2 separate regions of the Mus musculus genome follow, and region 2 is linked to region 1. A link is a contact called in public HiChIP or PLAC-seq data. All regions are on one chromosome and are shown on one strand. The core of a region is the stretch at or near the end of the contact, and the rest is flanking DNA. Distances in the headings are between cores, read along the strand shown.

Region 1 (2,700 bases), core at 199-2,698:
CAACACCTACAAGGCTCACGGTTCAGATTTCTTTCAGAACCGGTTACTGAGTCTGGGTTGTCCACCTCTGCCCGGTGGCCCAGCCTCGTGCTGCTGTGCTGCTGCGGGTAGCTTTCCAACTTTTCTTCCCCCGCCTCTGCTTCCCTCTTCGCTAAACCCCTTTCGCTTTTTTTTTTTTTTTTTTTTTTTAATCCCGATCCTCAGATATCTTGGAGCTTCGGAGTCTGCCTTCCCTCTCTCGACGTCCCCTTGAGCCTTACTTTCCTTTCCTCTTGAGCTCAGCTCCCCAGCTCCCGGGTTGTGGCGCGGGATCCCTCATCTGTCCCCAGCCGGGCCGCTTCCCCTCGCCCGCCAGCTGGAAGGGCAGCCGGACAGCCTCGCTCGACGCGGACTCCGGAAGCTCTCGGTGGCGTCCGACAAGGCGGAGGGAAAAGCACGGGAGGGATGCGCTTGCCTGGGGACCGGTAGCGGGTAGCACGAAGTGTGGGCAGGCTTCGTTAAAAATGCCCACACGCTGGCGGCTGCCATCTCTGCTTGGAACCACTGACCCGCAAAGAATCAAAATACGACAAAACAAAAATAACAAACCGCGCTCTCTCCCATACGGTACTGGATTTGTTCATACATCCCTCCTTTCCCCTCGCTCTCCCTAGATATCTACCCTCTACCTGCGTACGTTGGTTACCGATTTAAAAAAAAATATTAAAAGTTTAAAAAGCAAAAATTAAAGTCCCAGTCGGCGTGAGGCTTAAAAACCCGATTCTGTCCCGTACTCAAAATGAGGAGAGACTGTTTTTCCCTCACTGTTTGCCTGAATTCCTGGCTCCACGTTACCTACCAGAGTCTACAAGGGGAAGGAGAGAGCCGGAGAGAAAGAAAAACAAAAAGGAAAAGAAAATAGCTCCTAAATTAAACTTCTCACATTCCAACCTTAAAAGTTCCCTTTCTGGAGAGCAAAGTCTCCCAGAGCCAGCCTTAGAAAACTTAAAGAAACCTCAGAAACCCGATCAGAAATCTACGAGTAAATAGCTTAAAATATATCAGCTGGGGTGTCAAAGAAGCTCCAGTTTTCTATCTCCAAAGCTCTAAAATGCATCTGGGGTGTCCGCTCACCTCATAGATGTCTTCGTACTTGACATTCTCCACGAGTTTCCAGAGCATGATCGCAGCCTGGTCTCTAGGAGGTGAGTGCATTCATGTGAGGAGCAGATGTCTGGTTTCTCAGGACTCCGCTGTCTGTAATGATCCATCTATAATTGGAAATGGGGGATACACACCAAATCCGACGCTCCTCTCCCATCGCAACTTATATCTGTTGTCTCAAACAATAGGCTGGAGAAGTAAGCCTCAGCAGACAGAAAAACATTATTGCACACAGGACTTAGATACAACGCGCACGCATACACACACACACACACACACACACACACACACACACACACATGCGCGCGCGCGCGCGCACACACACACACACGCACATGCACACATATATATTATAAAAAATCATAAACATGAATTTACACGCAGATAGTCACATTAGTTACATAAACACCTCTGGGTCACAGAATCCACAGACTAACCGTGCATTTAAAGGGAATATAGTGGTTCAAAACGAGAAATATAAATAGATACATTAAAAATCTGTTTTGAAAATGGCGAATCAATGCAGCCACTAACTAAAGTGTTTTAATAATTGACAATGAGAAACCACGCACATCAGTCCCCAAATTTTCTACATAGTTTTTTTTTTTTTTCTTTTAGGAGAACCATTACTGAGATTTTAAAGACAGTTTTCCTATTCTTGTATATTTAGGGGAGCATTAAAAAAACACCACTAGATTTTTGACTTTGAGTTATATTTCTCTATTGATGCAACCTTATAAAAGTATCATTGTGGAACAAGAATAACACCACTATTTACCACAATGGTTTCTGATATTTTGCTCATTGTGTCTAACACATTTGGAAACTTGAATATCTTGTGGACCCTACAATCTATATTGCTTGTTGCTTTAGGGATTGTTCTATATTTTTAGTGGTTCCTTGGTGTCTTTCTGTTTGCCTGGAGTCTCCATTTTATTAAGTTTTTTCTCTTCCTTTACATGTTGGAAACAACAAAGCACACAATGTTAATCTTGAGACCTTTAACAGGGGTATAGAACATTTTGTATTTGGGTTTATTGCCTGTAATTTGTGATTTTAATCTGATAGACTTGAGACAAGAACACCCAAATCTTTGAGAAGGTTTAAGCTTTGTACTGTTTAAGGAAACAGTGGGAAATGTTTTAAGATGTACAAGAGCAAATATTGTTTGGCCATTTTGCATTGGGGTAGATTTTCTTTTGAATATGTGCTTTTTGAAGTTTAGTTTTTTAAAAAATATTTTCAAAGCATAAATAACAACAAGTACAAAGTTTAACCACTAACCTACCCTCAAGTGGGCACCCTGTAAGGCACAGGATTTTCTTTTTTTTAATTTCATGAGGAATTCTATATTCACTAGCTCCCTCTCCTCCCCATCTTTCCACCCTTTCTGGGTTCTCGGAGGGTTCCCTGGAGTCAGTAGGGAGGCACTGAAGAAGATCTTGGCCCCTGGGGCAGAAAATAAATGACAGGAGGGAATGAGGAGGGTTGGGGTAATTTGGGGTGGAAGTTATTAAACCTGATGAGGGTGAATCTGTAAAGGGAGATTGTCTTTAA
Region 2 (2,700 bases), core at 177-2,676, 560 kb before region 1:
CTATTGTTGTTGTTTGTGGGAGTTTTCTTTTTTTGGGGGGGGTGTTGTTGTTTGGTTGGTTTTGATGTTGTTGTTGTTTGCTAAAGGTCTTGCCTCACTTTCCCCAAATTAAAGCTGAGTTAAGTCAGGGCACTTATCCTTAGATCGCTAGGTGATCACTTTCGTGGTCATAATTCCCAGGTCTTCCTAGTTCTCCTCGTGGGGAAGAGGTGTGTTCCTGTGGAAGATACATGATAACACACTTGCATTTGTGTGGCTAATATGAAACAGGGAACATTTTCTTCTTCTTGGGTTTCAGGTAGGAACTTTCTAGAAGGAGCTTGCCTAGACAGTCCCTAATAGTCATAAAAACATGTGGTTGTCAACCTTTTTCCTAAAGCTGTTCTTTAGGGCACACTGAAATTTTCTGCTGGGAAGGAGCGATAAAATGGATTCGCTCACCAAGGGTTCTGCTTAAGAAGAGAGGCTAGGAGTGACAGGTACTTCTAAAAACTATTTGGAAATTGTGTCCGCCTGGATTTATTTTCATTTATCAAATATTATTTTGCTACCGTACCTAAGGTGGTGTAACTAATGTCTCCAATTGCGCTTCCACACACCCTGGACCTATGCCCGCCAGCCCTGCTGGGAAAGGGCGTCAAATGACATCGGCAAGGCTGCTCTTTAATAGCCAGCGTGATTTTATTAAGGAAAATTTGTATTGCCCTTTTTCCCTCTCAAAGGTGCCAAATGGACAGATTTTGATTTTTCTTGGCCAAGGGAATTAAAGACCAGGGAAGTGACTTTGCTCCCCCTCTGGCATTTAACCACAAGTTAGGAGGAGCCTGCTCGATCCAATCACTCTGAGCAGTTAAAATTTCAGGTTTGAGTTTCAATCATTGGAGAAATGCACAAAGCCCAAGAACTGGTGACAGTATCTGAGCAAGGGTTGTTGTCAGTTATGTGTTATCCTGTTGCTTCTCAGAGCTGGCCCAGGTGTGTCCCCCACCCCACCCCCCACCCCCACCCCCAGGTAAGACAGGAGGCCCTGCTGAATGCCACATCGCTTTGTTAAATATCTTGTTAGTTAAGCTGTCAGTGAGAAAGTTGTCAGTGAGGAGATTGGGAGAGTGGGGTGTGGAGGGACACAGGGAGTTTAATCCAATTAAAATTTCACTGGCTTTTCTACATTCCTGATATCCTGGCTCCTGCTAGGAAGCCGATTCTCAGCATGAGGCCATCCAGAAAGTATGAAAAGACAACTGTCTTAAAACTTTTAGTGTTGCAACAATGTACAAGGTAAAGCAGAAGGCAAAAGTGAAAGGATTTGCTGTATGGAGATGAAAGGAGCTTGCTTTTAACTCTGTTCTCTGTGGCCTTACACATAATGCAAGCCAGGCACTAGGAGAAGTGGTTTTCAGCAGAGTTCCCGACCTGACAGCTACAAAGGGAAGTGGCTATCTCAGAATGATGCTTCCACTGCAGGCTCGACAGGGCAGTGGATTGCCATACCAGGAGTCTCTGATTTAAAATAAACAAATGGGCTCAGATTTAAATCAACCCCATCACGCAGACACGTATTGACACAGATGCTGCATTTTAGTGCTGAATTTGTTGTTTTTCTTTGCTCATAATGGAAGACAAGCCGTGCACACTTGGCTGACAATGAAATCCACATGAGAAACAAATGTAAAAGGACCAAGCTCAGAAACATGCAAATGACCCCTGAAAGAGCTTCATAGTTTGGGCCAAGAGCAGGGGTTCTACCGCTGCAGGGTGAATGGAGGTAGGTTGAGGGGCTGAAGGCCAGCGGGGAGCAACACAGGTGCCTTAAAAAGAGAAAGGGCTGCCCCTAACTCTTTTGACTGTCATTGGATCCCTTTCCCTAGCTGGACTGCCTGGTTGGGCCTCAGTGGGAGAGGATGCGCTTAGTTCTGCTGTGATTTGATGTCTCTGTGCTGGGAGGTACCAAAGGAGAAGGGGGGCTTTCCCTTCTTGGAGCAGAAGGGGAAGGGGTAATGGTGGGGGGGACTTGGAAGAGAGTAGGGAGGGGGCTGCAAAAGTGAATAAAGTGAATAAAGCTCTGAAAGAGGGGAGTTGAAATCTAACAGGAATGATTTGAGAATTACACTCTAAGTGACTGTGTGCACCACTGGGACTACTGTGATGAGCTGAGAAGTACTTGGGTGGGGGTGGGGTGAATCTTATGAAATGATCAGGTGAGACACTGTGGTAGAATGCAACCTGGAAATTAACTACTTCCCTCAAGTTCATGACACTAAAATTAAGTCAAGAAATGGCTCTATGTGTCTACATACTTACTACATACTTATTTACATACATACATACTTTACATACATACTTATTTACATGCTTATTTGCATACACACTTATTTACATACATACCTATTTACATACATACATACTTTACATATATACTTAATCACACTGACAAATCTGAGTCCTTCAAAACCTGACCGTAGACTAAGAATTAAGAATTTTACAGGCTTCGTAGTGTCTCAAATGGGGCTAAAATATAGTACCTTGAGATAGTTTTTTTTTTCTAAAATAGCACAATTATAAATCTTACATATTTTGGCAGTATTAAATATATTAAATCAGCAGCCACAGTAATGGGTTTTAGTTTTGACACGTTCCTACATCGTACTTTATCATATGATAATGTAGTCATTAGTGGGTGATCATTCCCTTTAATACTGT

What was found. HiChIP or PLAC-seq counts read pairs in DNA pulled down with a chosen protein or histone mark.
Region 2: an H3K4me3 HiChIP or PLAC-seq map of craniofacial prominence shows a contact between it and region 1, with 7 times the contacts expected there. The contact joins the enhancer-like site here to the promoter of Tfap2b in region 1. A contact is called at or near these places in 7 of 39 promoter capture datasets (the HPC-7 cell line, HPC-7-derived erythroid cells, cranial neural crest and 4 more), 11 of 484 Hi-C or Micro-C datasets (the AML12 cell line, the MC3T3-E1 cell line, the N1E-115 cell line and 7 more), 4 of 115 datasets of contacts at active chromatin or transcription factors (craniofacial prominence, embryonic forebrain, embryonic hindbrain and 1 more) and 1 of 9 other capture datasets (embryonic stem cells).

The regions. Positions count from the first base shown.
Region 1 is chr1:19,207,662-19,210,361 of GRCm38.p6, reverse strand. It overlaps Tfap2b (transcription factor AP-2 beta), which reads right to left and starts at 1,448. Exons shown (of 7, transcript NM_009334.3): 1 at 1,114-1,448. The coding sequence starts at 1,194.
Region 2 is chr1:19,766,522-19,769,221 of GRCm38.p6, reverse strand. No RefSeq gene overlaps it. Among named protein-coding and RNA genes, the nearest start is that of Gm32651, 160 kb to the right of the region's middle. Within about 2 kb of position 1,426, at least 10 of the 459 cell types and tissues checked have an H3K27ac peak or open chromatin away from gene starts, as enhancers often do. A contact at or near this core is called in the N1E-115 cell line and craniofacial prominence, where this site is marked.